Regions from separate parts of the Mus musculus genome. Here all the other regions are linked to region 5. Evidence: chromatin contacts called from public HiChIP or PLAC-seq, Micro-C and promoter capture Hi-C data. All regions are on one chromosome and are shown on one strand. Each heading gives the region's core, a stretch centred on a gene start, on an enhancer-like site or on the middle of the called end of the contact. The rest is flanking DNA. Distances are from core to core; before and after follow the strand shown.

Region 1 (3,105 bases), core at 606-3,105, 300 kb after region 5:
TTCTGTACCCATTCCCCTCAAAAAAGTCTGGTTCTGGGCTGGCGAGATGGCTCAGCAGGCAAGAGCACTGACTGCTCTTCCCCAGGTCCTGAGTTCAAATCCCAGCAACCACATGGTGGCTCACAACCATCTATAATGAGATCTGACGCCTCTTCTGGCCTGGCTGAAGACAGCTACAGTGTACTTACATATAATAAATAAATTTGAAAAAAAAAAAAAAAGAAAAAGTCTGGTTCTGGTGGCACTCCCCTGCCCCAACCTCCTCCCTCCCCCACTCCTGTTTTCTCACTCCCCAGTTCTTGGTGGCTGCTTCTTCCTCCAGCTTTCTATCCAGGTCAGACTCCCTACTTGCATGAGACCAAGGGGGAGGAATGACTGGGGGAGGCTCCCCTATACCCTATGAGCTTACTACCCTTCATATTTTCTTAGGCCTGTCTTTCTGGCACCCAGCTAGGGCAAGGACATCTTGTGACTTCTGGTTGGCACTCACTCCTTTTCCATGAAGGGGTACTGGGCAGGTAGGACTGAAGCCAGTGGCCAGTAGATTCAAAGACCCGCCCCACGCCTCCCAGAGGCTTCCAGAGATCTGAAACGGCCAGAAAATGGGCTCTAGGTCCGCTTGGCACCTCATTTAGGAACAAAGTATTAGGTTCTACCGGAGACCTCAGGGTTGATGCTCCTTAGTAGGTCCTGGGGTACAACGGAGAGGTCCTGGGGCAGAACCCCCCTTTTGCCCTCAAGGATATCCTCAAGGTCACTGGATGAGTCACCTGCCAAGTTTCCTAGCAGTTAAAGACACTGTCTCTCCTATCCCCAACTCGAAGTGGGAGCAGGTCGGATATTAAGTTGCTAGGTATCTGAGCAACAAGTGGCTGTCACTATGGTCTGTTTCCTCCTTCCACCGTCCCTCCTCCCACCCCTCTCCCCATCTCCATAGGCTCCATGCCAGTTCCCGCCCCACACGTGATGATGAGTGTTGGGAGGACAAAGGAGACCTTCCTATCCGGGTGGGGACAAGCAGGGAGGAGGAAGGAGTACAGCGCGGGAGGGGGGAAGGAGGGCATGAAGTCACCCCGCAGGCTCGCCACCCTGAAACAGTGGTCCGCCTGTGTCTTCACTACGTGGCCCCTGCCTCACCCACTCCCCGGGGGCACATCCCACTCCGTAGGATCTTCACCACACAGGCGGCTAGGTCTCAGCCTAGGAGGTGGGAGGGTGTGCAGGGCGGGCGAGGCCAGAAGAAGCTTAGCGAGCGCAGCAGTCCCGGGGACTCAGAGAGGGCGGAGGCGCTCGAGGTCACACAGCAGCCGAGCTGCGGCTCCAGCGGGGACCAGGACCCCAAACCCTTGACTTCTGGTCCCTTTCGAGGGCCTCGCAGACTGGAGAATCCGGGAAGAACACGGCTCGGGCCTGATTCTGACTCGAGCTCCGCTACAGAGAAGTCGTAGCAAGCTTGGGGGCGGTGGTCCAAATTCTCCTGGGCTGGAGGTGCAAGGCCCCAGGCTGGGGCGCGGGTACCGGGCTTCACGCACCCGGGGAGCACACGCACTCACCGACTCGGCCAGCAGGAGGCGGCCTTTGAGAGAGCAGAGGAAGGCGCGCGCGGGCAACAGGGCTCGGAGTCCCGGCACTGTCCTGCCACTTCGGGGGCCATGCGCGGACTCTGGATCGGGCTCTGGCTCTGCGTCCGGGGGCCACATAGCGGCGCTATCTGGTCGAGCCTGGGCCTCACTGCCTCACCCACCGCCCTGGAGGGAAGCGGAAACCCGCTGTGCGGAAGAAGAAAAAGTGGAGTTAGACTAGGCCGGGGACTCATCCTCCGCTGTCCCGCCCACCTCCCCCATCCCCACCCACAACTGCCCCTCGAACCCTGCCCCGCCCATCCTCCCTCCGACCATTCTCTACGCAGCCCCCGTGTTCCGTGGACGCTGCCTTACCCATCCGTCCTGTGGATCCTCCCATCTCCTCCTCCCCCACTCCCCCTCTGCCTACGTCCTGCCCATATCCTGCTCCATCCTTCCAACCACTCCTCATTGCCCCTCAGATGTAGTCCAGTCTGTCTCTCTCTGTCTTCTCTATTTCCACTTACTTCCTCTGCCTCTTCACTAGCCTTAGGATCCTTCCCTGCACCTTGTCCTTTCATTCTCAGTTCCCCCTCGATCCTGTCCCGCCCACCAACCCCGGCGCACCCCACAGTCCCTCCGACCCTGCTCTTCTCACTTCCCCACCCATGAATCTTTGCACTACACTGCCCCTCCGACTATCCTTGGCCCTCTATCCTCCGGTCACTTCTCATTCTTCACCCCCTCTACTGCCCCCCCCCACCTCCTTTACCTGCCCCACCTATCTTCTGCCCCATTCTCGCACCCCTTCCCATGCAGCCTTCTAGCACCTACCTCCCCACCTCCCGCACTCACTATTTCTGCTACGTCCCGGGGTGACACAGATTCTGTACCCAGATCCTCCCAGTCCCCTCGCACTCCAGCTCTCTGTTTGCTCTGTGTGGCTGGCCTGGAGTCTTCTTTTGTCGTTTGACTCCTTACCCCCCCCCCCCCCCCCCCCGTCCTGACTGACACAGACCCACTTATCTGCCCTGAGCGCCCCCTAAAGCGACCACCTGTCCTTGCTCAGCGGTTCTGCTCTTTAAGCTCGAAGTAACTTACTGCCTAGACAACTCCAGGACAGGGACACTGCCCCCATACCCCACCCCCATCTCCGCTAAGTCCTCTCCAGGCTTGGCTCTAACCAGGCGAGATCAGTTCTTTCAGAGTGCTTTCCCCTTCTTGGCTCCTCTCAGAGTTTTCCTACTACTTCCCAGGCCACCCTCCCGCTAGTTCTTGGCTTGCCCATCTTCCTCTATTTTACAGGCCACGCTCCTGTCAGGCCTCAGCCAGCCCATCCTCCTTCCTGGCCTCTTTCGTTAGCTGCCCAAGGCTTGGGTTCGTTCTGTGCTGGACTAACCAGAGATCTGGAATTATCCTTGTTCTCCCCCACGGCTAGCCCATCATGGATGCTCTCTTAATACCACTAAGTCTGCACTCCTGCCCCATTAACTATCGTGAGGCTCTTTAAGAGACTAATGCTTTCTTCCTTGTCACCCGGATG
Region 2 (3,066 bases), core at 177-2,676, 460 kb before region 5:
AGAGAAACCAAAGGCCTAAGAGATAGAGGATCAATGGGAAGGGACACCTGTGAGCCAGGGCAAGGAAGAGGAAGGAGATTGATGCTATCTCCAAGTAGCAGGATTAATGTCCCTTTCAGAGCCTCATCTTGTCCTTGTTGTGGTCTTAGGAACTAGATAAAGTGGTACAGAAATGAGTGTAGAGATGGTTTGTAGTAGGTTAAAATGCCAAGGTGGGTGAACAAGGGGGCTACAATCACATTAGGGAAGGAGATTGTACAACAGTGACAGCTTCAGTTCCCCAAGAAGAGCAGGGACTCCCATAGAACAATCAATCAGCCATTCAGAGCATCATCGTGGGCATCTTTGGCCTGCTATAAACTCCAAATTATTTCTTGGTAGAAGACGCCCATTCTACTAAGCATACTAAAATTGTGACGACTCTAATTGACTCAGTTCAGTAATCATTAACTGGAAATGAGAGATCCCTGGAATTCGTGCCTGTAGAGAGGACAGTGAACATTTGCCGAGCTTTTGCTGGGTGCTGATCTAGGTGCTTTATGGATGATCATCTTTCAAATGCTCATGGAAGACAGTATAGGACTACATCACATTACAAGTGGAACAAATGAGCAACTATAAAGACCACAAAGAATTTGCCTAAGTATTAAGCAGAGGACTTGTTTACCTACACTGCAAAAAACTTGAACAACAACAACAACAAAAACAAACTAGTCACTTGTTGGGGTGAGGGTGCTGGGGGGAAGAAGCAGGTGGAGTTTGAGGCCAGCCTGGTCTACAGAGTGAGTTCTAGGGCAACCATGGCCACACAGAGAAACCCTGTCCCAATTACATACAAACAATCAAAACAAAAAACCCAAACAAACAACTGTTGTGTTTATAAAAAGATAGAGAGACAAGGCATATGTTTTGGTTTCAAGCTTCCCTAGCCTTGAGCAAGCTAAACAGACCTTGAGTGGGATGAATTAGCAAAAGAGAAGGAAAATGCATATAAGTTATTTCAGAGCTCTCCTAGGGACAGGAGGAAATTGAGAGACATCCTACTTCCTCTCTGGCTCCTACTGGAGATATCCTTCATTCAGGTTATGCCGCAGACCCTCTGGGTCCCTCTGTCTGCATTGAACAGGTTTCTGGGTGCAGATGGGCAAGGAGTCGGCGGGTGACAGACAGACCAACACGCGAGATTGTGTAGAATCTGAATGTATTGTCACAAAGTGAACACCAGTCTTATATAGTACAGAAAATAAAAGGGGTAGGAAGTCACAGCAGGCAAAGTACATTGAAGTCGCCTGACACAAAACAAAGGAATGACTTCAAAGGATTTACAGGAACCAGGTAAATGTTTACAGTAAAGAAAAAGCAGTCCTACCTAGAGTCAGCTTAATGACAGGTAAGGATTTCACACTCTAGTGTTATTCCTTTGAGCCTTGTGAAAGCTAGCACCAGGGGGTTTTGCTAATGCAATACCACACCCCCCTATTTCCTAGGCCTTAGTAAATTCTTATATGAGTGTAACTTTTAAGTATCTGAAGAATCTCCATTTGTCAGAAGAATTCACCAACTTGCTTCTAATATGCAATATAGCCTGTACTGAAGATTTCTATCTCAGTGGGATTCCCAGGCTCTATTATGGTATTCCCTTGTTTGGGTGAGATTTGCTACTGTCCTTAGTAAATACTTTGCAGACCATCTCTGAGCTGCTGGCTCCGTCTTTTGTAATGCTTAATTAGTTACTGAATAGGTAACTTCCTTACTGCATTCTTAGAGGATTCCAAGCTCCTTGGCTTCTGGAACCTTGGAACACTGGTGGGAGACTTAACTATATCAGAATTTAATCTTAAAAAGCACTTATAATAAAATAATACTAAAAGAGAGCACGTGGATCCATTCACAGGACTAACATGGGAATAGGGTATGAGTATATGGGTTAATGAGAATGCCAAAACTCCAGGAGATGAGTTTCCGTGAAACTCTTTGCCTCCTGAGTGGCTTCTAGGCTTTTCAGCCGGTCAAGCAGACTTCATTGGAGGGTGTGGCAAGGTTATATCTAGGTCCCTTTGGGACATCAAGTTCTCTTCCCTCTCTGTCAATTGTCTGTCATTGGTGCACCAATCTGTTCATGTGCATCAATTTATGTCTGTTATGTCTGTTTTTGTTTCATTTTTGAGTGATTGTTGTTCTGTGTTTCATGTTTAAAAGAAAAATGGGTAAAATTTTATCTGCTGGATGTCTACCCCTTGATTTTGTTTAACAACTTTTTTTTTTTTTTTTTTTTTTTTTTTTGGTTTTTTGGTTTTTTTGAGACAGAGTTTCTCTGTATAGCCCTGGCTGTCCTGGAACTCACTTTGTAGACCAGGCTGGCCTCGAACTCAGAAATCCACCTGCCTCTGCCTCCTGAGTGATGAGATTTCAGGCATGCGCTGTAAGACCCCCTTTCGGGGACCCCCACTCTAGTCTCGGGAGTGTGAGAGCACCCAAAGAAACACGAGGACCCACTCGCTGTAATTACATGAGGACGTTTAATTACGGAGCTCCGGACCGGCATGAATCCCACACAGGAGATAACAGATGCCGGCCACGAGGCTCGAAAGCCAGGGGCTTTTATGGGGTACGGGGCTTAGGGGTGTGGAATTCAGCATAGCGACACACTATTGGCTTATTCAAACATTAACAGAAAGAACACAGTGCATCAGGACTTTGTTCCTGTGGGCTGGGGGCTTATCTTTGTTCACATAGCAACCAGTTGATGTATGACTTTTACCCGGCGCCAAGGGGCAATAGACAGAGGGGAGGTTCCGGCCAGATGGTGTTGACTCAGATAATATAGCCCTGCTATGTCTTCACAGTCCCCTTTATCTTATGGTCAAGATGTTCCCAGGAATGTTTTAACTACGAGGCATACCCAGGTTTGTTTTCTCTTTTCTCAGCCCCAGGCAGCCTCTAGGCTCACAAACAACCAGCAATTTCTGAGTACTTTATATGACTTACAGGTCTTGAAATTTCATCTTTCTTTCAGCGCCACCATGCCCGGTGTTTAACTTGTTTAAAAGGAGTTCTGAATGGCGT
Region 3 (3,014 bases), core at 148-2,647, 350 kb after region 5:
TCCTTAGACTGAGGTTATGTACTTTGTCCTGGCTCACAAGGCTTATATAAACTGAGCCTAAATCCTTAACAAATGGAAGGAGGCAAGAGGAGCCAATCAAATGTTCGAAGAATGGGAAAAGTAAGGGAATGGGACTTCAAGGGATCAAGTTTATCAATGTGGGCAGAAGTTAATCAAGAAGAGAAAACAGTTTGAGGCAGGGCTGATGTCTCAGGGGTACTTGCCACTAAGCATGACGGCCTGAGTTCAAGCCCTGAGATCAAAACGATGGAAGGAGAAAGTCAACTCCTTCCTGTTGTCTCTAACCTTCACACATGATGTGTTATGCACAGGACTACACACATACATACATTCACACATACACAAAATGCAGACAAACAGAGACAGACACATATGAAAGAAGAATGAAGAAAAAGATAGAAACTTACTTAAAAAAAAAAAGAGTTTAAGTCCCTGAAGTTCATTTTATAGTTGGTGACTATTTGTCAACCCCACTGGATTGTGCCAAGCTCGAGTTGGGTTCTTGGAACAGAGCCCTTTCCCCTGAGAAACTCACACAGGGACTAGAACAAGACTTCCTAGGAAACTGTCATCAAGTAGCCCAGAAGGAAACATTTATGGCTGGAATAGCTAGTCAAGTTCAGGCCAGTGTAGGCAGCAAAACCCACTGCCTCCGGTTTCTTGGAAAGAGAAACCTGGCCTACTGCAGCCTGGAGGGACCCAGGGCCTTTGCAACTCCTGCCCTCGTGGGATAGGAATAGGAATGAGAGATGGAGCTGAGCTTGTAAAGTCATCTGGCCTTTCCTTCCCACCCGCGTTGTGTCTGACAGATCCTGTGCCTCTCGGCAGCAGTCCTGTGTGTCATCGATGCATTGCTGTTTACTGAGAAGAGGAGGAACAAAGCGAAAAGTTCCCTGGCGAGGGAAACTAAGCTCTCTGCCACCCAACTGAGGCAGAAGCAGCACTGACGTCACCCAGCCCTCCGCTGGGTGACACAAGATCATATCTACATGTATAATCACTCCCACCAGGCCATCACGGAGCTCCCATGCCCACGTACGTGAGTGTGACCTTAAAGGCACGGCTTCTATGCTGGCAGCACTTCTGCTTTCTCCCGTGGCCTTCTGTAAAAGTCGCGCGTTCCATTGCCTCTTGCTCCACAAGCTGCCCCTGGAGGTTGGGAGGAAAAGGACCCCAGGGAGTGGGAGCAAAGGCCAGCCACAAACCTGGGACTCCTTTTTGAGGGCGGCCTGGCTAGGACCGGTGGGGCTCAGTGAATGCTGGTGCATGGAGGGTGGGACTGTCTGGTTCCTGTTGCATGGAGGAGATCCTGCTGGTCCACTAGATGAGGTGGGCTCGCGCCAATCAAGAGCAAGCGTTAGAATTCTGCAGTTCCAGTGGTCAGTTGAGAGCCACCCTTGAACAGGTCAGGAGACACCAGGCTCTCTCTCGAGCTGGGCCTGTTCAGCGACTGCAGACAAGGCTGGGCGGTAGGAAGCTGAGAACTACCTGCTAACAACCATGGCAGCACCGATAAAGTTTCCATTTCGGCCCAGAGGAGGTCAGCCCAGAGAGGACACGACCCCAAAAAGGGGGCTTCGACGCTATCTATTGGAATTGAAAGAGAGCAATAAAGAGTTCTGGCTGTCAGGACACGCCGTGTTCAAGCTTCTGTCTTTGGTATACTGGAGTGGAGTCGATATGTTGTTGGGATTGGAGAGGTCCTCAGAAGTAGGGGAGAGTGCTTGCAGCAGCTCAGGTGTATCTATTTTTCCACCCAGGGCTGCATGATCTCTGCACTAGACTACTTTGAAACAATGCTCCCACATCCGGTCCTGATCCTGCTCATCTGTATGGAAGCGGCAATCTGCATATTCTTCATCTTCCTTAACACCTTAGCCATCAACAGATACATTCCCTTCGTCTTCTGGCCTATGGCGGTAAGTAAAGACTGTGGGGGAGGGGGGTAATGTGGGTCACATTCTAACAACTGGAAAAAAGACAACCTCACCTCCTCTACCGGTGCTCAGGGCTGGGAAGCTGGGTTGGAGAGGAAAAGCCAGGCAGGAGATGCTCCCAAACATGTAACTGTGCTAGGTCAAAGAAAGAAGACGCAAAGGCTTTGCTGTCCTCGGAAATAGGGAAGGTGAGCCGGGTGTGGTGGCCCACGCCTTTAATCCCAGCACTCGGGAGGCAGAGGCAGGCAGATTTCTGATTTTGATGCCAGCCTGGTCTACAAAGTGAGTTCCAGGGCAGCCAGGGCTATACAGAGAAACCCTGTCTCAAAAAAAAAAAAAAAAAAAAAAAAAACAAACCAATAAATAAATAGATAGATAGATAGATAGATAGATAGATAGATAGATAGAAATAGGGAAGGCATAACAACCAACCATTTCTGATAATGCTGGCATATGTCCTATTGCAATATCAATCTAGGATTCAAAAAAAGAAAAAAGAAAACCAGACTCTGCATAAACCAGTACAGTAAAATGAAGCAAATATCAATCATGTGGGAGAAAAAAGTGTCAGGTCTCTGAATATAAAGAATTCGTCAGAAGCATAGCTTACAGTATTAGTTAGGGTTTTACTGCTGTGAACAGACACCATCACCAAGGCAAGTCTTATAAAAAAACAACCTTTAATTGGGGCTGGCTTACAGGTTCAGTCCATTATCATCAAGGTGGGAGCATGGCAGTATCCAGGCAGGCATGGCGCAGGCAGTTCTACGTTTTCAGTCAAAGGCTGCTAGTGGAAGACTGACTTCCAGGCAACTAGGGTGAGGATCTTATGCCCACACCCACAGTGACACACCCATTCCACCAGGTCACACCTATTCCAACAAGGCTACACCTCCAGATGGTGCCACTCCCTGGTCCAAGGATATACAAACCATCACACTTACCTAAAACAGTCATCCAATGGGTGAGGCTAAGCTGGGTGACCTCATTGCTCATTCCTCTCTCTCTTATCTGTACCACAGGAGACGGCAACAACTTCTAGTGAGACTGACTACA
Region 4 (2,994 bases), core at 79-2,578, 510 kb before region 5:
GAAAGAGAAGTGCTGCCCAGCATTCTCTCCAGCTAACCCACCTTTCCTCCTGAATCCTTTCCCACTCTTTCTTTGAGGACTTTCAGCTCCTACCATTGTATGTCCTAGGCATTGGCTCCATCATTATAGGGCTCCAGTGTGTCCAACAGCAGTTGCAAAGGTCATGTTAGAAGGACCCTGATGTGTTTGGCGCTCCATACCAGCCGCCACTGCTCCTTTTCCCAGCTCCTCTTTACCTGGTGCTTCCTTGCATCTCAGGGCTTTTTACTAGGTTAGGGTCTAAGCTAAAACTCCTGGAACCTGCAGACCCCTGGAGGCAAAGTCTGATCCCAAATTCCAATATATATAATTTAATATATGCTTTAAAATACATATGAATATATTCAAATATATATTTATACAATATACAATGTATAAAATATATATTTTAAGATAATATATTAATACTTTACATATGTTATATAATATAATGTATATAAATACATACAAATATATTTAATTTTTATTTTTTAAAGATTTAATTTATTTATTATATGTAAGTGCACTGTAGCTGTCTTCAGACACACCAGAAGAGGGCATCAGATCTCATTACAGACGGTTGTGAGCCACTATGTGGCTGCTGGGATTTGAACTCAGGACCTTCGGGACAGCAGTCAGTGCTCTTAACTGCTGGGCCATTCTTTAGCCCTATTATATATATGTGATATATATATATATATACACCACACACACACAAATGTATATATACGTATACGTATATATATTCAGGGCAAAGGACCTAGGGAAGGAAGTCTATACATTCATTTAGTAGTGTTGAAGACCTTGATTGAGCTCCTTTCTGCCTTCTTTACTGCAGGAAGAGCAAGAACAAGAACGTACTGTGGGTTTTCAAAGCCTGGTTCTGCCATGGTCACCATCAGGGAACTGATTTGCACACTGCTAACCCAGACCCAGAGAAATGATGAGGGTCCTGAAAAAGCTAGAATACACCAGGTGTCTCAGTGGCAATTCTAGGACTGTGGTTGTATGGTCCCAGTGTTCTAGCTGCTGCAGGATGAATTGATGACTGGCTCCAAGGCACAAGAGGTGGGAGGCTAAGGAGTCCTCCCAGTGGCGTCCAACCCTCTTGCTCTGCCACCAGTCAGCCGCTGTTAAGTTCCAGGCCCAGGCGCCCTGGAGTCCGCTCTGGCTCTGGACAGTAGCCAGCGACCGGATCCATCACTGCAGTTGGCATGAGGCCAGATGGCTGGTCCCTCGGAGCTCCCAGGCAGCTGGCACTGTCGGTGTGCCGTGAAGGCTAAGATCCGCTCCTGATTGCCGGAGCCTGATGCGAGAGGAGGAGTCAGTTGCGGTGCTGCGGGGCCAGCGGTCAGCGGGACTGGTGGAACACTAATTGGTCCTTTCCCAGCCTGCTTGGCTGTTAATTGCTCCTTTGAGTGTAAAGGTGTCGGAGAAAAAGGGGGCGCTGCCTCCAGAGCCGGAAGCCAGAAGCCAGGCTCCAGCCCCAAGTTGGGCTTTGGAAATGCCTTCGAGCGGAGGCGGTGGCTTGTATCTGTAAAGGGTTCACCACCCCTCCGGGGTTGGCCAGCAAAGGTAAAGAGACAAGAGAACGTAGGCAGAGTGTGCGGTGTGGGAAGGGGCTGGTGGAAGACTGCACCTTCTTGGAGGGATGAGGAGAGTAAGGAGCCAGCTATCCACCTGGCTCCCTTCCAGGTTGCCCATTGGTATTCTATGCTGGAACCCCAGGGGAGGTCGAAGGTCCTAGAGTTTCCCGGAGCCTTTATTATTCTGTCAGCCACAGCCAGGTTGGAGTCTGAGCTCTTATTTATGCGCTCAGCGGTACTTCCTCTAATTTGGAGGATAAACACCCTTCTTTAGGCCTAGGTGAACAGGCCTACAGAGGAATATTGAAAGAGAAAATAAAGTTGCGAGTAGAGACTCAGGTGTGCAATCCCGCACCTTGGAGGCCGGATTGTTAAGAGTTCAAGGCCAGACCCAGCGCTCTCATATTGGATTACAATATGAGACCCTATGTGAAGAACAGGATAAATAATAGGTGCTGGAGAGGTGGCTCAATGCTTAAGGGCACGTTTTTTCTCTTGCAGAGGACGCAGGTTTAATCCCCAGCACCCACATGGTGGCTGCAAACATCTGTAATTGCAGTTTCAGTGATCCGATGCCCTCTTCTGAAGTCACACATGCTGCATACACATGCAGGCAAACACTCATATACATAAAAATTTAAATACATAAACCTTTAAAAAATAGAATAAATTAAAAAAAAATTAAAGCTCAGAGAAGGCAGGCAGGCTTCATTCAAGGTCACAGAAATAAATATAGGACTTTTGCAATGGGATTTTACAGCGGGAGAAGGGAGAAATTAGGCTCAAATTCCAATATAACATAGGTTAAGTGGAAATTTATAGTTAACAGCAGTGTGGTGAGCGGGTGAAAAAATATTAACAAGAAGTATTAGAGGTTCTGGCTAAAGGTATCTAACAATTCTTCAAAACAATGTACATTTATTTTGTGTGTGTGTGAGTGTCTTGCCTGCATGTGTCTGTGCGCTCCTTGGTTCTTGCAGAGGCCAGAAGAGGGCGTGCTGAAGGAACTGGAAGCAGAGATGGGTGTGCTGGAAATCAACCTTAGGGTCTTCTGGCTTGGCAGCCAGTGCTTTTAAATGCTGAATCATCTCTTCAGCCCGATTATCTAAAAAGTTTGGCTGAGGACAGGTCCAGGTGCTCAGACATCTCCTGGAGGATGTGTAGGATGAGGGGCCTCCATTAGTTATGAGCTATTGAGTCGGGGGTGGGGGTGGAAGTGGGGGTGGGGTGTGGATCCTCTGGTTAAATTGACTTGGCAGGGCTCTTGCTAAAAATGGACCTAGTTGAAACAAATGCAGAACCTTCAAGTGTCTGGCCTCCCTGAGAAAGCACAGGGGAGTCTGAACTGAGTCAATGAAATTACTTTCTTAGAGGATGTATCAGTCTACTT
Region 5 (2,833 bases), core at 9-2,508:
CACTTAACACATTGTGGCATGTGCCCTCTTCTCAAATGTAGTTAAAATTTTAATGAATGTGAGAATCTTCCCGACAGTGCTGGAAATCCCAGTGGGGTTGAGATGGAAAAACTGCTGCAGCCTGACCCAGAGCTCAGAGGTCCCTTAAGTCCCCTTGGCCCCAGGAGAACTTACATTGCTGGATCAGAGGTCCCATCCTTTACACAGTTTAGGTGGCCCAGGGGTATAAACCACAGCATCCCTAGAGGCAGCTTGGCGAAGGGAACTAGCAGGAAGGCGTGGACACCCACATCAATACCACTCAAATGAAAGAGATTTCCCCATGTGACTGGTCATGATGGGACTGGAAATGTACAGATGGCATCAAAGTTGAGTCTGTTCTATCAGCGGGCGCCGCACTGTGGGTGTTGCTACCTCCTTGTGACCTTTAGGTCAGCCTTGTCAAAGTACTCTTTGTTTTCAAACACTGTTTTTACCCACTACAAGACCCCAGCTTATCCATCCAGGCTCACTGAGGGACCTCTGGACCTGCTGCCATCATTCAGTCCTGCGAGCAGTCAGCCATGGGCCACGTGTGCTGGTCCCAATGGCACAAGTCTGTCTTCCACCAACCCTGCCTCTCCTGAGTTACGAAAAAGACTGTGGGAATTATATGTGCAATTTCCCATTCTTTAGACAAGCTGGACATGACATCACCCATGCCAAGAATGATATTTCTGCCTGCTAAGGCATTCGTGGCCTCCATAGCCTGGCTGACAGCAAAGGAGACAGTCTGGTAGGGAGGGGTTATAGGATAAATTAAGTGCTGCCTTCTCAGGGCAGATCAGATTCAAGTGGCCTAGAGGTCACCACGGTCTACATTAGGATGCTCTGAGGTGAGAGTTTAGGATCGCGTATCTACTTAACAAGCATGTAACTAGTGCTGCCGATTCCTACTAGAGGAAACCAGCGTGTCATTAGATCTACGGTTCTACGATAGCGTGACAGCGAGCTGGAGCGTCCCAAGGCCCAATCACAAGGAGCCTTTAGTGCCCTTGTCAGACGGTGTTGGCTTCCTGCGATCCAGCTCCCAACAGGATCCCACGGCTAAGAACCGAAGGGACGCCCCGGCGAGAGCTACCAACATTTTTCCCGCTTTCGGAGTAGCCCGCACGACAAATACACCGCTTCTAGCAAACTACTCGCCGAATCCCTGGAGTGTGGCGTGTCCCTTGCACGACCCCGTAGCCACACCACGCCCTCTCCTCGTTCCCAGGAAGTGCGCGGAAGGAGCGGAAGTACACACCACCGGGGGATTGTGGGAACCGCGGTTCCGGGATGGTGGGCGGCGGCGGTAGCGGCGGCGGGCTCTTAGAGAACGCTAACCCCCTCATCTATGAGCGTTCCGGGGAGCGGCCAGTGACGGCGGGCGAGGAAGATGAGGAAGTGCCGGACAGCATCGACGCCCGGGAGATCTTCGATATCCGTCGCTGCAGGGCGCTGGCGGGACGGTGGGGGCTTGGGGTGTCGGCAAGAAGTGATGCGCAGCCCGCTGGTGGAGGGGTGTCCCGGTTAGGCGTTGCCTGCGGAGATTTTGAGTGGGCCAAAACTTAGAGTCCCTTTTCCTTCACTTGGCACATCTTATCCGCTCCATTAATGACCCGGAGCATCCACTGACACTGGAGGAATTGAACGTAGTAGAGCAAGTTCGGATTCAGGTGAGTAGTTTACTCGAGTAATCAAAAAGGTACCGTTGTACCTCAGAGGCTGGTGTTCTCCGTTCACAAGCCCCCAAGAGGATCTGTGGGAGGTGTGTTAATGTTTATGGAGCCGATAAAAAGTTGGGTGACTTGCCCAAATCGATAAACTAAAGAGTGTCTTTGGGCTAGGGGCCGCCGTGCGATCACTGCGATCTGATCTCCCTTGTCATCGCAGGTTAGCGACCCAGAGAGCACAGTAGCAGTGGCCTTCACACCCACCATCCCACACTGCAGCATGGCCACGCTTATTGGCCTCTCCATCAAAGTCAAGCTGCTGCGATCCCTTCCCCAGCGGTTCAAGGTCAGTTGGAGTCAAGCCCCCGAGGGTGAAACAAACTACTGGGGCGGGCGAGGGGACATCGGGCGGAGATCGGAAGGATCCGAACTCGCAGAGTTGAACCCCCAAGTTGATGTGACAAGAATATTGGGGGGAAAAAACTCCAGAAAATAGGAGTGTGGTGGAAAGGGCAGCTGGGAGCTGTGAATGGGCGTGATCGATCGAGGCACTGGAAGGCTTTTAAAGTCAATAGTCGCTGACTAGGTCCTAGGGTAAAAGTGGATTGACTGACTGCAGGTGGGTTTGGGGTGGCTTGGAAGAGCCAGAATCAAGAGGGGTGACTGGGAGTTCAGATGGTTGGGAGGTAGTGTCCAAAAGAAAAGGACAGGCGGGTAAATGCTCGGGCCCACATTGTCTTTCCTGCAGATGGATGTACACATTACACCCGGGACCCACGCCTCCGAGCATGCAGGTTAGTGTGGACTGCTGGGCCCCAAACTAGGTGAGGCTTCCCCTTTGCCACAGTCATCTGTGGGGGCAAGATTAGGACCAGGGGACTAAGTGAATAAAATGGCCATACTACAGCTTAGACCAAAGCTGGCCTGACTGAAATCTCCTGCTTCCCATGACCCACCCTCCTGTGGTCCTCAAGTACACAGGGACATTGGGTCGGGCTTCAGGAAACACTGGAGGGAGGCAGACATAAGCAGTCCCTGGTGGTGACGGGCATTCCAAATGATGAAGCTAGTTATGGGTACAGGTGATGCATATAGCCTGATCCAGGCTTGGAGTCCTGAGACTATCAGAAAAGAACTTT
Region 6 (3,082 bases), core at 440-2,939, 320 kb before region 5:
ATTGTGTTTACCAAAGGATGGACTGTAATCTGGAGCCTCTAATAGTAGCTTTCTCCCCTAAGTTGCTTTTGTCCGTACTTTATTACAGCAACAGAAAACAATCTAAGATCCCCATATTAGAGTGTTGAACTTACACAGCTACTAGAGGATTGATTCAGTGGACAATGCTGCCCTAAAGGGTAGTGAGTAGTCCTTCATCACATGTGCAGACTCTCAAGGAACTTCTCTTGTCTGCAGTGTCTCTACAGGGAATTAATTACATATACTTGTTCCCTGGCCAATGACACTTGGCCATATAGGTTGTCACAGTGACTGTGAGGGTAGAGTTATCAAGTATCCGTCATTGCTGCACACCTCAGTGATCTGGAGTATATTCTCCTGATTTCAGAGGCAATGCTGTCTAATAGGTCACATTAACTCATACCTGGAGATCCCTCCCATTGTGGCAGAGAACACTGGGCATAATCTGAATCCTTGAACAATTTTATCTTAGCTCATCTCAATCTTGCCTGATGCTAACTTTCTCTGAGTGCCAAGCTCTGACCCAGAAGCCTGGCACAGTTGTTCTCATCAGGCTTAGCACATCATCAGAAAAATGCACGGGGCACTCATCCACAAAGAGAGAAAACTGCTCTGTAGCTGAAACGAATGAGACACTTCAGCATGGCCCAGAGCTCAGAGCACAGTCTCCCCCAGTACCTGAAACCCTCTGGGTCCAGAACTTACATGGCTGGCTGTGAGGTTCCATCTCTCACACCACTCCATGGCTCAGGGGCCTCAGGAGGTGCAAAGCGCAGTGGTCCTACAGGAGGCTTGGCAAAGGGGATTCCCAGGAAGGTGTGGACACCAGCTTTAGTGTCCTTCACGTGAATGAGCCTGCCTTGGACCTGGCCAGAGTGTGTGCTTCTGATGGGGCTGGTCTCTGGTGAGTCGTGACCTGGTAGAGAGAGAGATGCTTCAGGGTTAGTTTTCTGTAATCAGTTGCCACAAGGTTGTGGGAGTTCCTATCTCACTGTTATCAGGGCACAGGCAAAGGGAACCCATAACCGCCTCCCTAGTTCAGTTGTAGGGTGTGAGTGTGGAAACTCCTTTATCCCTCAGACCTTGGATCCTTTCCTATTCCTATTTTGAAGGGCTCTACAGCGTTTCTGTAGGCCAAAGAACCATTTGGCTATACGAATTATTATTATTATTATTATTATTATTATTATTAAAAGGTAAGTTGTAGCTATATACCAAGAAAAGAAAATGACTTCTCATTTTCATTTGAATTGTCTAGCATTTTCTCTAGAGCTCCTTACAGTGAACTGTCTCCTCAGTATGGAGTGATCTTAGATGTCTCTGACTCTGTATGCTAGTGGGCTCATAAAATCTGAGGGTTTTGGTCAGTGAATCGGGAGGCACAGGTTTCCCACACTTTTAGCTGTCATTTCCAAACCCTTCCCCCTGCCCTGTGCCTTCCCTCCCACAAGCTCAGCTCTGACATGCAGAAGTTGGCAGCTCTGACTCCAGTCATTCCCCATGCCAGTTTAGTGAGCCTCACCCTGCACATGGCCGAGGAGAAGCAGGAGTCCAAAGAACACAGCATCCAGCCAGCTATGCATTTGGTTCCGTGGCATGGCCGGCTCTCAGGCTCTGAGTCTGTGCTGCTAGGAGGACCACGTTTCACAAACAGGAAGCAGAATATGTGAGCCTTGCCCAGGCAGGAATTTGAGCCAAAAAGATAAAGGTGGAGCAAGTTCTCATTGTAGAAGAACTGTTTAGTCAGAAGTAACTGGAGCCAATGGCCTGGAGGCAGGGCAAAGTCGCTGTATTTATCAGGATTTTCCAGAGTAGCAGGGCTTATAGAATGAATCTCTCTACATAAATATATAGAAACTGGATTTATTAGAACAACTTACAGGCAATGGCGCTAGTAATTGAACCGTGTCTAGCTATGAATAGAAAGAATCCAGCAGTTGCTCAATCCACAAGGTTGGATGTCTCATCTGGTCTTCAGTCGATGCTGAAATCCTGGAGAAGTAGGCTCTAATGCCAGTTAAGGACTGGACTTGCTAGCAAGGTGGGAGCAAGCAGGCAAAGATCCAAATATTCTATCTAGTTTCCCCTCTGAAAATCCCCTATCCTCTCCCCCCTCCTTCTGCTTCTGCTTCCTGGCCCAGGCATTCCCCTATACTGGGGCATAGAACCTTTACAGGACCAAGAGCCTCTCCTCCCATTGATGACCAACTAGGCCATCCTCTGCTACATATGCAGCTAGAGCCATGATTCCCTCTTTGATTGGTGGTTTAGTCCCAGGGACCTCTGGGGTTACTGGTTAGTTCATATTGTTGTTCCTCCTAGGGACAGGCATGTGCTTCCTTACCTCAAATGTTCAGACTAAAAGTAAATTTGTCTACTTCAAACCAAGCAAACAACCTCTCACTGGTGTACTCTCCATTTCCAGATTCTAGATGTAGTCAAGTTGATAGCAAGAATAGCCATCAGGGTTGCCTCTGCTGTTTCTGTTCCCTCTTTGGCCTCCCAGAAAGGCATATCATGGATTCTAGAGATCATCTGGGATACCAGAAATGCTGTCCCCTCACCTGGGCAGGAAGCGCTAACAGGAGCTCTAACAGTGAGAAGGTCATAGTCAAGATGTCACAGGAGAATCAGGCAAATGCGGGAGCTCTGAGTGTGACATTCATTTTCAAGACTCCCCTGACCTTTGAAAACTCAGTTTTCTGAGTCTGCTTCCAGGGTCCCTGGTCCCTATGATGATATTAGGGTATACATGGACCCTCCTTGTTAGGTTACATTCCTTTCATCATAACACACTGCAATTCTGGAGCATTTCAAGTCCGCAGCCCCTGTTCATTATGATGTGTCTCCTCTGCTGGCCAAGATCAACTTCACAGTTATTTATTAACTTAATCGATATTTTTAATGTTTGCATTTATTTATGTATTGTGCTCATGTATATATTATGAAGGTTCTTCCATGCCATGGATCACATATGGAGATAAAAGGAGAATTTGTGTAAGTTCGTATTCTCATACTGTGTGGACCACAAAGTGATACTTGGGTCATCAGGGTTGGAGGG

The links. Promoter capture Hi-C pulls out the DNA fragments that hold promoters and counts their contacts. Hi-C and Micro-C count contacts between places; a contact is called where the count stands out from the background. HiChIP or PLAC-seq counts read pairs in DNA pulled down with a chosen protein or histone mark.
Region 1: a Micro-C map of embryonic stem cells shows a contact between it and region 5, with 2.4 times the contacts expected there. The contact joins the promoter of Cmtm3 here to the promoter of 1700082M22Rik in region 5. A contact is called at or near these places in 13 of 39 promoter capture datasets (the 3T3-L1 cell line, 3T3-L1-derived adipocytes, the C10 cell line and 6 more), 1 of 15 datasets of contacts at CTCF or cohesin (the NIH/3T3 cell line), 16 of 484 Hi-C or Micro-C datasets (CD4 T cells, CD8 T cells, the N1E-115 cell line and 9 more), 5 of 115 datasets of contacts at active chromatin or transcription factors (the 230-238 cell line, bone marrow-derived dendritic cells, large pre-B cells and 1 more) and 3 of 9 other capture datasets (adipose tissue, liver and pancreatic islet).
Region 2: a contact with region 5 is called in a promoter capture Hi-C map of embryonic stem cells. The contact joins the enhancer-like site here to the promoter of 1700082M22Rik in region 5. A contact is called at or near these places in 11 of 39 promoter capture datasets (the 3T3-L1 cell line, 3T3-L1-derived adipocytes, the C10 cell line and 6 more), 1 of 15 datasets of contacts at CTCF or cohesin (pro-B cells), 3 of 484 Hi-C or Micro-C datasets (cerebral cortex, cochlea and embryonic stem cells) and 8 of 115 datasets of contacts at active chromatin or transcription factors (astrocytes, bone marrow-derived macrophages, differentiating embryonic stem cells and 3 more).
Region 3: a promoter capture Hi-C map of hippocampal neurons shows a contact between it and region 5, with 3 times the contacts expected there. The contact joins the promoter of Cmtm2a here to the promoter of 1700082M22Rik in region 5. A contact is called at or near these places in 1 of 39 promoter capture datasets (hippocampal neurons) and 1 of 9 other capture datasets (adipose tissue).
Region 4: a contact with region 5 is called in an H3K4me3 HiChIP or PLAC-seq map of stem cell-derived neural progenitor cells, with 27 read pairs. The contact joins the enhancer-like site here to the promoter of 1700082M22Rik in region 5. A contact is called at or near these places in 12 of 39 promoter capture datasets (the 3T3-L1 cell line, 3T3-L1-derived adipocytes, the C10 cell line and 7 more), 1 of 15 datasets of contacts at CTCF or cohesin (stem cell-derived epiblast-like cells), 19 of 115 datasets of contacts at active chromatin or transcription factors (the NIH/3T3 cell line, T-cell acute lymphoblastic leukemia, bone marrow-derived macrophages and 11 more) and 4 of 9 other capture datasets (adipose tissue, embryonic stem cells, liver and 1 more).
Region 6: an H3K4me3 HiChIP or PLAC-seq map of embryonic stem cells shows a contact between it and region 5, with 22 read pairs. The contact joins the promoter of Ces2g here to the promoter of 1700082M22Rik in region 5. A contact is called at or near these places in 1 of 484 Hi-C or Micro-C datasets (the G1E-ER4 cell line), 9 of 115 datasets of contacts at active chromatin or transcription factors (bone marrow-derived macrophages, embryonic stem cells, intestinal villus epithelium and 1 more) and 1 of 9 other capture datasets (embryonic stem cells).

The regions. Positions count from the first base shown.
Region 1 is chr8:104,339,344-104,342,448 of GRCm38.p6, reverse strand. Cmtm3 (CKLF-like MARVEL transmembrane domain containing 3) reads right to left here and starts at 1,855. Exons shown (of 5, transcript NM_024217.3): 1 at 1,554-1,855. The coding sequence starts at 1,700.
Region 2 is chr8:105,101,246-105,104,311 of GRCm38.p6, reverse strand. No RefSeq gene overlaps it. Among named protein-coding and RNA genes, the nearest start is that of Ces3b, 19 kb to the right of the region's middle. Within about 2 kb of position 1,426, at least 7 of the 459 cell types and tissues checked have an H3K27ac peak or open chromatin away from gene starts, as enhancers often do. A contact at or near this core is called in embryonic stem cells, where this site is marked.
Region 3 is chr8:104,291,564-104,294,577 of GRCm38.p6, reverse strand. Cmtm2a (CKLF-like MARVEL transmembrane domain containing 2A) reads left to right here and starts at 1,397. Exons shown (of 5, transcript NM_027022.4): 1 at 1,397-1,680; 2 at 1,782-1,940. The coding sequence starts at 1,522. It overlaps Cmtm1 (CKLF-like MARVEL transmembrane domain containing 1), which reads left to right. Exons shown (of 4, transcript NM_181990.2): 4 at 831-1,036. The coding sequence ends at 968.
Region 4 is chr8:105,151,450-105,154,443 of GRCm38.p6, reverse strand. No RefSeq gene overlaps it. Among named protein-coding and RNA genes, the nearest start is that of Cbfb, 18 kb to the left of the region's middle. Within about 2 kb of position 1,328, at least 112 of the 459 cell types and tissues checked have an H3K27ac peak or open chromatin away from gene starts, as enhancers often do. A contact at or near this core is called in differentiating embryonic stem cells, embryonic basal ganglia, embryonic limb bud and 4 more, where this site is marked.
Region 5 is chr8:104,640,175-104,643,007 of GRCm38.p6, reverse strand. 1700082M22Rik (a long non-coding RNA gene) reads right to left here and starts at 1,258. Exons shown (of 3, transcript XR_003947594.1): 1 at 1,125-1,258. Ciao2b (cytosolic iron-sulfur assembly component 2B) reads left to right here and starts at 1,280. Exons shown (of 5, transcript NM_026753.2): 1 at 1,280-1,459; 2 at 1,618-1,697; 3 at 1,915-2,040; 4 at 2,443-2,488. The coding sequence starts at 1,318.
Region 6 is chr8:104,960,325-104,963,406 of GRCm38.p6, reverse strand. It overlaps Ces2g (carboxylesterase 2G), which reads right to left and starts at 1,689. Exons shown (of 12, transcript NM_197999.2): 1 at 1,544-1,689; 2 at 727-937. The coding sequence starts at 1,619. It also overlaps a transcript of Ces2f not described here.